Regions from separate parts of the Macaca mulatta genome. Here region 2 is linked to region 1. Evidence: chromatin contacts called from public Hi-C data. All regions are on one chromosome and are shown on one strand. The core of a region is the stretch at or near the end of the contact, and the rest is flanking DNA. Distances in the headings are between cores, read along the strand shown.

Region 1 (5,634 bases), core at 1,872-4,371:
ACCCAACTACTCTTTGCAAAAATTATTCCTGTAAAATCTGTCAGTCATCAGCAAATAGGAATAAGCTTAGAGTATGTAAATACTCACAGAGTGCGTAAATGTTCCTCTTAGAGTAACTACTTCCTCTTAGAGTAACTAAATATCAACTGATTGGACAATATTCTTTTTATAAAGATATGTGAATGTCAATAGGCAAGGCACAAAGATATTAAGTTAAGCCATTTTTAACTAAGAAATTTTGGTAGTGAAAAGGCCAGGTTTGACTCCTCGGAACATGTAAAATTTATTTTAGAAATGGTTGTTCAAATCTGAGAGAAGAAAACATGGTAAATAATGTAAATCCAATTTTAACAAACCATTTTAAAAAAATTATAAGTAACAATCATGTTCATGAAACTTAAAACAACTAGGATTTTTATTTTGTAAGAAATATAAACCACTTTAATTTCTGACACAAAGCACACAGGCAGATAGTTACACTTTCTTGTATTTTAAAATAATTTCTGTGGGTTTGCAAGCACAAGTTAAGGCTCAGGTTAGTTTTTCTCTGTCTTCAAGGTATTCTTAGAAGGCGTATTTTAAATTCCTCAGAAGTTATTTCAAGAGTTGTTATATCCTCAATTAAACATAGAAGATTAAGTTAGAAGCTCCCTTTCATTATATTTTAGCTATTTTCATTGCAAACTCTAGTACAATCTGTCAATGTAGATCAGAGAAATAACTGAAATGTAGCTTCAAAATAAGTAAAACAGGTTTATAAACCACAAGTAATCAATATTAAGTCCTGACTTTTAAAATATTAATACGAATGAAAGTCATTTTCTAACAAGTATCAAAAACAAAAGCAAATAAAAATTCAGGTGCTAGATTACAACCTTACACCTTACAACCTTAGCCAAATCTGCTGTTTGGCTTCAAAGTTCCACACAAAATCTTAACCTACAAACTTAACATTTCAAACCCACAAGATACAAGTACCAGAGTCACCCACAGTCATGTCAAAGTCCTTTCCAAGGTCTTAGAAACCTTAATCCAATGCAGAAAAGTTAAGAGTCAAAAAGACATAGAAACAGGGAAAAGTGAAGGTGTTATTTGCCAAACATTAAACTTTTACAGAAATCCAAAACCTACTTAACAATTTCCCTATATCGAACAGCATAACCTCTATGCAAAAGGTGTGTGCTCAAATGCAGTCATTTATTAGCATTTACTGTACTTACTTTGATTTTTGCCATTTATAAGCTTCATTAAAGATACCCACAAAGAAGTAACCAGTTGAATGAGGTTCAGCTAAGAAAAACCAGCTGTAAACTCGACCTACAAATTTACATCCCACAACGTCCTGTGGGGAAGGTACACTTTACAAACTACCATTATATATACAAGCTTTAGATTGTGAAATAATGCACTTCGGCTTTCTGCGGTGTACATTACAATTACAAACCCTCAACTCAACCTCCTCCCTTTGAAAAAAAAAATCCACCTCCAATCTTCATTGGTCCACATAGTTCCGGCCCACATGGTATCAGTAGGTGTGTCCCTCCCAAAAAGCCCTCTCATTGGCTGTGAAGAAACAGCGTCTAATAGGCTGTGATTTTGGGGGTTGTTAAACTCCACGCCTCCAGACTTGCGCTTTCCAATAGACCCGAGACGCTGCCGGCTACTCTGTGATTCAAAGGGCAGGCAACCCCAGCAGGACGCGCTCAAAGAAGCAAGAGGGGTGAGAAAGGAGAGGGCACCCTCGGTGTGCCGCCCACTTTATCCTCACTCCTGGACCCCAGCAAACGTTCACACACATGCTTTTCCCAGCCACCAGTTAGAAGGGCGGACAGAGAGCGTTCGCCTATTATAGATCCTTGATCTAGGGACCCGCTCAAGCTCCATGTCCAATCGCCCCATTCTACGGATAGAAGCGAGCAAAAGGCAGGCTCAGGCAACGACCTGTAGTGCTTGATGCCCCCTGGGAAAAGAATGAGTCCCAGGAACCCACTCTGTGCAGTCCCTCGACCGCAGACGCGGGGGCGCACGGGACGTGCTGCGGCGTCTGATCCAGCCGCTCCCAGTCCCGGGCCCCGCACGCTGCGTCTGCCTTGCGCCCGCGCTCCCCTCCCAGCGGGACTTACGCGGCCTGTTCTTTCTCCCCGAGTCCATCCTCCTCCGCAGCCGGCATTTCTTGGCCGGGGAATCATGCTGAGGGAGCAGTGGCTGCGGCTGGAGCTCCGGTAGGAGCGGGAGGCGCTGGGGCACTGCGTCGTTGCCGCCCACGGGACCCCGGCTGCAGACGAGCGGCGGCTGGACTGGCGGCGGATGGAAGCCGTTGTGCAGCAGCCCGTTCACAGCGGCGGCGCTGGTGCCCACGGGGGCCCCAGGGGAGTGCGGGGCCGAGCGCTCCGGCTGCCCGCCGCGGTCGCCCATGCCGGGTGCTGGCGGGGCTGCGCGCGGGCCCCGGCTCAGGCGGCCTCGCTGGAGGTCATTCTCGGGCGTCTTTATTTCCCCGGATCCTCCCTGCGGCTTCCGATTCGGCAGCCGCAGAGCCGGCGCCTGGGGATGGCGAACCCGGCGCTCCTCCCCTCCTCCTGCCGACTCCCCCACCTCCTCCGCGCCCTGCCCCCAGCGCGCCGGCCCCACGACGCCGGCCTGGAGCACGCCAGCCCAGGGCTCGGAATCGGGGATCCCCGCGCACCCCCAGCCGGGGCTCCCGCCGCCCGCCTTCCCCCGATCCCCGGGCCGCGCGACTTCAAACGCGGCTTCCTCGCCTCCCAGACTGGTCCCCGCCACTGAGCATGCCCAGTCCTGCCCGCCACCGCCACCGACGAGTTTCAACATGGGGAATCAAGTTCTCTGGGCTTGCAGAGAGGAGATGGGCGGGTTGGGCTTTGTATGGCGGAGTGAAAACGAGAGGGGTCTGGGAGAGACAGCGAGAGGAGCGAACCGCTTCAGGAGGAATACGGGAGGAAGACAAATATTTGCAGAGGTTTCAGGTTTGCTAATCCTGTCCCCAGTGGGCAAGATACCTTTGCAAGGTCATTCACGTTATCCTCCCCGCTTTGTGAGTGTGTGCTTACGCGCGCGCGCGTGTGTGCCTGTGCGTTTGGTTAAGTGACCAAACTACTTAGAGGCCTGAGGGGCGGGAGGAGAACAATTATTTATAGAAAAGTAGGCAGACTTGGGGAGGGAGGGGAGTGAAATTTCTTTGCTGGCACACACACACACAAACACCATGTGGTTTCATGGAGTTATCTTTTGCAGGGAGGAAACCTAGGAATACAGTGTAAGGACAGTGAAGGACAAAACTGTAGGCAGGATTAATCGGTGCTGAAAGAGACCAAATAAACAGGAGCAATTCCATGCTATAAAAAGCACTTTCCTCACCCAGGAAGGACTTCAAAAGACAATGTCATGTTATTTATAGAGTAAGGAGTTGCCTCTTCTAAGAAGGCATCACGTGGTGACCAACACCATGAGCTTTGGAGTCAGCAGTGGGTTCAAATTACAACTCGGCCACTGAGCAAACCCAGATAACGTTATTGCTCAAGGTAACACTTCTGGCAATAGGAAACGGGACTGTCCATGCTCAGTATGCAGGACTAATTTGAGTGGTGAGTACCTTCCCAAAGTTATGCAATCTCTTGAGGCCTCACTTTCCTATCCATAACAGGAGGCTGTTGTGAGAAAACCTACTAAAAGTACCTGGTACAATCCTGGCACATAGTAAATGCTCAGAAAGCTAGTTTTCCTTATTATGCTGTTATGATTAAGCAGTTCGCCCTTTGTTTCGACGGAGGGGAACAAACCATGCTTACAGCCGTATTTATTGTGTGATTTATTTTGTGATATTCTCCATGATTTGCAATTAATCTACAGAGGAGTTAGAGTCTGGCAAGTGCTGGCTGGCTACTAGGGTTGCTGGGCCCCTGGGTTTCAGTGCATTCAGCAGCATCTAGGGCTTGCATCTGGCAATTCCTTCCAGCAGAGCCTCACCTAGAATCAGAGCTTCAGAACCATGGGGGCCACTGGAGCACTCTGGTCCATCCACTCTTGCACACTTTTTTCACATCAGGAAACTGAGCTGCAGATAGATGGCTGAGATTAAGAGCAAAGGTGGAACTAAACCCTCAATCTCAACTCTCTTGGCTTCCCTAACCTTATGCTATTTAAAGACAGACAAAAAAACCCCCAGGTGATCTGGCCCCTCCCTACCTCTCCTGTCTCATCAGGGGCTCCCTGTGCTGCCTTCAATTCCTTAAACAACATTCTACTGTTTCCACTGCCTGCAGGTCTCCTCTAAGACCTCTTTTGTCTACTAGACTCCAACTTTAGATCTCCTGTTTAACTTCTCATATTTAGAGAATGTTCCCTCTCCCTTAGGGCTACGTTAGGTCTCCCTGCCATATCCTCTTCCTACTCCTTGTACTCCCTTTATGACTCCTTATCAGTTTGTAACTATACAATGCATCTGTTCCCTCATTTGTAACTTGAGAGTAATAGGACACCACTGAGTTGTTAGACTGATGAAATGCGTAACACATGTGTAAAATTAAATCAAACTTCAAGCTGTTGGAACTTTATTGTGAGACTTGAGAGAAATGTGGCTATGCAGCTACAACTTCTGCTTTTTTTTTTTTGAGACAGGGTCTCACTCCTTCACCCAGGCTGGAGCATAGTGGCACAGTCTGTAACCTCCAACTCCTGGGCTCAAGTTATCCTCCCACCTTAGCCTCCCAAAGTATTGAATTATAGGAATGAGCCACCATGCCTGGCCTTGCCTTTTTTCCTTGTAAATAATTAGGAAGACCAAGCATGGCCAGAGAGATGAATCCCTTGGATCATTGCCTCTCCTAACAGAGTAATAATCTTCCTTGGAATGCAGCAGTCTGTAACCAATCAAATCGCTGTGGCATATGCATTGGTTTTGTATGTTGAATGTAATTCTGCTGGAACTTCTCCATCTCTGCCGGTATAAGTGAAATCTTAACTTCTCCACTTTGGAGCACTGATCCCACTCATTTGGAGTTAGTGTTTCCAGGTGGCTATCCTCAAGCTTTGCACTCAAACTTCATAGTTAATCATATTCTCTAAATCTCATTATTTAAGGTTAACATATGTAAAGTGTCCAGTACATTGTAAGTGCTAGGAAAAGTTAGACATTATTATTATTTGATTGCCCATCTCACCCCACTTCACTGTAAGTGTCTTTAAGGCAGATGACTTGTTCATCACTCTGTCCCTAGAAGGCACTTGGTGACTGGATAAATGACTTATATCAAGCTCGTCTAGCCCATGGCCCACAGGCTGCATGCGGCTCAGGACGGCTTTCAATACGGCCCAACACAAATTCATAAACATGAGATTTATTTTTGCAACTTTTTTTTTAGTTGGCTCATTAGCTATCATTAGTGTTCGTGTATTTTGTGTGTGGCCCAAGACAGTTCTTCCTCTTCCAATGTGACCAATGGAAGCCAAAAGATTGGACAACCCTGACTTAGATGATATTTCACACAGAGTCCCCCTCACTTTCTACTGTAAATTTGCTAAAAATCACCAGTCACTCCTAAATATTCAAATATATCATTTTCAAATTCCCACGTAATTGAACTGAGTGGCTTAGGAGGCAACTTACATCAGAGATGCAAA
Region 2 (5,820 bases), core at 210-2,709, 57 kb after region 1:
GCCACGTGTTGAATGGCGAAGAGAGAATTCAGGAAGAGGGAATAATCCATGCAAAGGTTCATACATGCTGGAAAGAAGTTGTGTTTGAGGTATCCAGAGCAGATCACCTTACTGTACAGTTAGTGGGCAGTGAGGTTGGCTGACACCTGATTGTGCAGGGCCTGGGAGGCCATGGTAAAGATCAGAATTTTATTCCTTTTTCCCCCTCCTCTTATTTTAGAAAATCTCAGTTATTTTAGAAAGTTGCAAGACTAGTACGATGTACACCATTATACCCTTCACCTAGATTCACCAATTACTATTATTTTGCCACATTTGCTTTCTCTATTTTATTTTTTTGCCATATCTTTTGAAAGTAAGCTGCAAACACTGTGACACTTTGCTAACTACTTTAGCAAGCGCCAGCGCCTTCCAAAAACAAAGGCATTCTTCCACTTAACCACAAATTCATTCTCACATGCAACCAATTTAAAACTGATTCATCTAATATGTAGTTCATATTTAAATTTCCCCAATTGTCCACAAATGTATTTCGCATTTTTTTTTAAATCTATAAACCAACTAAGATTCACAGATTTCATTTGGTTTCTTTTGACTCTCGACTAAAGCAATTTTCCACTTCGTTTTTTTCTTTTTCCTGTCATGACACTGACACTTCTGAAGAAGAGCCTAGGCCTTTTGTCTTGTAGAATGTTCTACATTGTTTTTTTCTGATTGTTTCCTCATGATTAGATTCATGTCAAACATTTCTAGTACAAATAGTATCAGGTGCTATTAGCGGTGCTAAGTATCTTCACTTGGTTAAGGTATGCCTAATAAATCCCTTCAGTGTAAAATTCTATTTTCCCTTTATAATAAATGATCTGTAGGGTGAAATTCTTTGAGATACTAACATCCTCTTCCCCGACAACCTTTCAGTTAATGTTTTGTTTTAGCATCTTGCATTCATTAGTTTTAACATTCATAAGCTTACCTACATCAATTTTGAGACTGGCAGTTGCACAATGGGGATGCAGCGAGGGAAGTGACCCTCCGGACCCCGGGATGCCGAGTCTTTTCAGATCCCGTAGGGACAGGACTGGGAAGTGGCTAGCCCTCCATTCCTCGGCCAGTCCTTGGGGAGTCGCAGGACTAAGTGCAGTGGCAGCGGCCTCACTTCGGGCCTTCGCCACATCTTTAGTGCCTCGAGGACAGAATCGGAGATCGGTGTCACAGTCAACAGCGTGGGACTTAACGACAGCCGCGAGGAAGCACACTACTAGTGCCCGACTAGCCGAGCTGCTAGGTAAACGAGACCGTCGGCACCCGGGCTTCCCACGCCTGCTTCCGCTCTTTGGCTGCCCGCTTTTCAAGACCCGCCCCCACATTGGAGAGCTTCTTCCGGGAGCCACTAGAAAGTCCGCAGCGCCAGCCGGCGGCGCTCCCTGGCGGAGCTCCGGACGCCACACCCACTCCCAGCGTTCAGTGCGGTGCCCTGGCCGCCATTGTTTGAATTTGAAAACGCTAACATCGCAGTGCTTCTCGCGGGTCCGGCTAACCAGGCGACGTTTGCAGGTGAGAAGGTGGCCCGGGGGAAGGTGTAGGGAAGGAGGTGGGTGACTACATATTTATGGGGCCTAAGGTGGGGAAACGGCTTTGGCAATGTGGACATGTTCCGACAGTGCTCGTACCCCCGTGGAGGTTACTGTCAGGAACTGGGTTGCGGAGTGATGGGAACACCAGGTACGCAGCGAGCATTGAGTCATACTATTTCGGTTAGGGTTTAAATCTCGCCTCCAGTGCTTATTAGTTGAGTGACGCAAGACAATTCATTTACTCTCTCTGTATCTTAGTTTTCTTATCGGTTAAAAGGCGGCAATAAAGTATCGATTTCTTTCGGCTTTTGTGAAGATTAAATGGTAATGTGTAAAGTTGTTAGTGCTGGCACACAGTAGTTACTAAATGTTTGCAGTCATTAATGTTATTATTGTTGTTGCTTCTGTTGTTGAGAAACAGGCCTCTTTTGCCGCAGCTAGTTTTCTGAAGCTCTGAGGTGAGCAGTTTGCTCGGCAGGTAGGTAACACGGCCTTTTTGCGGGGGGAGCCGTGTGGTGGCCTCTGTGCACTTATTTCCAGACTACTCCTACTGGTGCTTGAGGCTTGCCCTTCTAGGGTTTTGCAGTGCCAGGCTGAAGAGTTCGTGGCACAGTGACTGCTGTTATTTCTCAGTTTAGAAGGCTTTCTCCATCTCGATTCGCTTCCTGGTTCAGTGATGCCTGTCTGGCACAATTCTCTAATATTTTTTGCTAAAGTACTAGTTTACACAAGTTCATGCCTTATGGGTTAGGTAGTGTAACAGTGTATGTGTTTTATTACATGTCCAAGACTCCAGATTTTAAATTGTAAAATAACGTAAAATACTCATCAGTTAGTTGTGAAGACTTTTTGAGGCTGTGTGTTGTAGACCACATTTAGAAACCTCATTCAGTAACAGATTCTACTATTTTTCACTAAAGTCTCCAATTGCGAATTCTTATTGGAGAGAAGATAAATAAAGATGCAGTTTTCCAGTCAGAGCAGCCTTTTGAAATGAAAAATGAGGTCTTGAAGCCTGCTGTCACGAAATATAGTATTGCAGATTAGGACCGATTTTTTGGGGGGGGAGGGGAGAAGAGTTTTTTCTTTATAACCATTATTTTAAGTCATTAGTCAGGGAGTCTTTATCCCTACATAAGTCACTGAATTTGTTGTAGGGGCTACAGAGTGGTATAAGATAAGGTTCTTGCCATCAAGAAGTTTCCAGTTTAGTTGGGTAGGCCATGTATAAGTAGTAGTCATATAAAATTGCAAGAAGTTACATCTCAACACTTTTAGAAATGCTAGGAAGTAGTTTGTTCATTGAAAAATGAGCATATGAACAAATACTTTATTATAACTGCTTTTCGTACACAGGAATATTCTTGAAACCACAGATGTTTTTTAGTTTTCTGGGCATTTCCATGAACTCTGTGTTTTGAAATGTCAAGCCGGTACTTTGACATTTTGCAAATGCTCCCCGCTCTGCACCCCTTTCCCCATGATCTAGATCGGTGCTTTCCTTAGTCCTTTTGCAATTTAGGGGAAAAAATCCAGCCACGTTCTTGTGATACGTTTAGGAATTTCAGCCTGATCAAGGAAAAAGATTGTCAACAAGGTGACAGGAATAAACAAGGACTTTGACAGAATTGTAGGCAAAGGAAATCCCTCTCAGTATGGGACGTTTTCTAGACCAGGGTGAGGGGCCACCATCCAGAGGGGAAAGAGGGCAAGGGGGATGGGGAGTGGGGAGGAAAGAATCATAGAGGGGCTTACATGTCTAAGTGATGTTGCACAGTGGAGAGTCTCTAGATCATAGAACTCTCAAGGGCAGCAGCAGCTTGGGGGTCTTGATAATCCCAGGTTTTATGTGTCTGGCAAATGTTGGGTGCAGTTTCATGGGGCGTTCAAACCTGGCAGGTTCTAAATGGCTAAAAATATGCTTATTTTGGGCCATATTGAAAGTAAATGGATGCTTCAGAATTTGAGTTTGGCACCCCAGCAGGCTTTTTTTTTTTTTTTTTTTTGAGACAGAGTCTTGCTCTGTTGTCAGGCTGGAGTGCAGTGGCACGATCTTGGCTCACTGCAACCTCTACCTCCTGGGTTCAAGTGATTCTCCTGCCTCACCCTCCTTAGTAGCTGGGACTTCAGGCGCACGCCACCACACCCGGCTAATTTTTTTGTATTTTTAGTAGAGATGGGGTTTCACCATGTTGGCCAGGATGGTCTCGATCTCCTGACCTTGTGATCCACCTGCCTTGGCCTCCCAAAGTGCTGGGATTACAGGCGTGAGCCTCTGCTCCCGGCCATAGGCTTTTTAATTTTTATTTTAAACATTTATGGTCTTTGATCCAGTGGGCGTTTGAGCTCAGATCCCTACCAGCTGTGAAGAAGTATACAATTTAGGGCCGTCATGCAAGGGCCATCTTTGGTTCATTTTGTATAATACCTGTGGGTTTTGCTCGTTACTACTTTCTTGAGCTAGGGACCTTAGTTTGGGAGTCACTGATGTGGATATTTTATAATCTTGTCAAAAAACAGCTCAGAGTCCTCCCCCTCTCTCTGGTATTGTACATCTAGTAGATTCTCAGTAAATATTAGAATGTTAGTATTTTTTAGTTAATGTTATCCTTAAGTTTACCTTTTAGTTTAGTGATTTTATGTTTAATTCAATTGTAATAGTTTACTGATGCATTATTCCTATTTAACTTAAAACCTGTGATGTGTCAGGTACTGTTTTGAATGTGTTTACATATATTATTTTACTTTTTACCTGAATTTGAAATTGAAAGTAATTTTTCAGATAGCTGAGTGTTTTTTTTTTTTCCCCTTGGCAGAGTCTCTCTCTGTCGCCCAGGCTTGAGTGCAGTGGCGCGATCTCGACTCACTGTAACCTCCACATCTGGGGTTCAAGGAATTCTCTGCCTCAGCCTCTCGAGTAGCTGGGATTACAGGCGCCCGGCACCACGGCTGGCTAATTATTTTGTATTTTTAGTAGAGATGGGGTTTCACCATCTTGGCTAGGCTGGTCTTGAACTCCTGGCCTTGTGATCCACCCCCACCCCCTTGGCCTCCCAAAGTGCTGGGATTACAGGCGTGAGCCACCACGCCAGGCCCAGATAACTGAGTTTTAACTTCTAAATGCTAAAAGAAAGTCTGTAAGTAACATTCTACAGGAGTCACTAAGTAGAGAACACAAGGTTATAATTTACTCTGTGATCTCCTTACTATTTGAGTTTTGAGAGGATTTCAGGGAGAGAGTAAACGTTTTATACCATCTTTACAGATTACCTGTACTCATGAAACCTCTTTGAATGGATATTATATGAAAATAGTAGGCTGTGTTCAGTATTATTAGATTCAGAGTCTGTAAATATAATTTGATCTTTTGTCTTTCCTGTAGGCTATTGTGTTATAAATGAAGAAATGTAATGCTTTTCTTTTCTAAAATCTAGTTATTTGGAAGGAAGTAGTGGGCTAGACTTTTGAAAGTGTGGGTGGTTTATATGCTGACTTACTAATGTTATTAAAGAAGTTACTGTTATTCTTGCAGAATGGAATCTAATTTTAATCAAGAGGGAGTACCTCGACCATCTTATGTTTTTAGTGCTGACCCAGTTGCAAGGCCTTCAGAAATAAATTTTGATGGCATTAAGCTTGATCTGTCTCATGAATTTTCCTTAGTTGCTCCAAACACTGAGGTAAGTACAAGAAAAGTATTGTGTTGATTATCATGCCTCCTTCTAATGCAAGGGTTGGCAAACAATGGCCTATTTTTGTATTACCTGTTTTTGTACTTAGATACAAGCTAAGAATGGTTTTTATATTTTTAAATAGTGGAAGAAAAATCAAAATAGGAATAATATCACATAACAAAAATTATATGAATTTCAAACATCACTGTCCATAAAGAAATTTTTATTGCATCACAATTGTACTTTTTGGTTTATTTATTTACTACATCCGTTGTGGCACTATCATGGCAGAGTTGAGTAGTTGTGACAGAGACTATAGGGTCTCTAGAACCTAAAATATTAGCTATCTAGCTTTTTACAGAGAAAATTTATTGACTCCTGGATTGACATGACGTTTTTGAGATTTGTCATGCATCATATATCGTAGTTTTTTCCTTTTTATTGCTAAGTAGTTGTCTGTTGTTCAGATATGCCACATTTCCATTTATCATTTGATGGACGTTTAGGTAGTTTACAGTTTGAGGCCATTATAAGTAATGCCACTCTGAACATTCTTGTGCAAGCCTTTTTGT

Evidence for each region. A called contact is a pair of places that touch in the nucleus more often than the background predicts.
Region 2: a Hi-C map of fetal cortex germinal zone shows a contact between it and region 1, with 2.7 times the contacts expected there. The contact joins the promoter of KIF20B here to the promoter of PANK1 in region 1. A contact is called at or near these places in 3 of 14 Hi-C or Micro-C datasets (CD4 T cells, fetal cortex germinal zone and liver).

The regions. Positions count from the first base shown.
Region 1 is chr9:101,694,674-101,700,307 of T2T-MMU8v2.0, forward strand. It overlaps PANK1 (pantothenate kinase 1), which reads right to left and starts at 3,122. Exons shown (of 7, transcript XM_077946746.1): 1 at 3,015-3,122.
Region 2 is chr9:101,752,975-101,758,794 of T2T-MMU8v2.0, forward strand. It overlaps KIF20B (kinesin family member 20B), which reads left to right and starts at 1,460. Exons shown (of 33, transcript XM_015147654.3): 1 at 1,460-1,554; 2 at 5,107-5,254. The coding sequence starts at 5,108. LOC144331446 reads right to left here and starts at 3,019. Exons shown (of 4, transcript XM_077947982.1): 1 at 2,904-3,019; 2 at 978-1,599. The coding sequence starts at 3,019.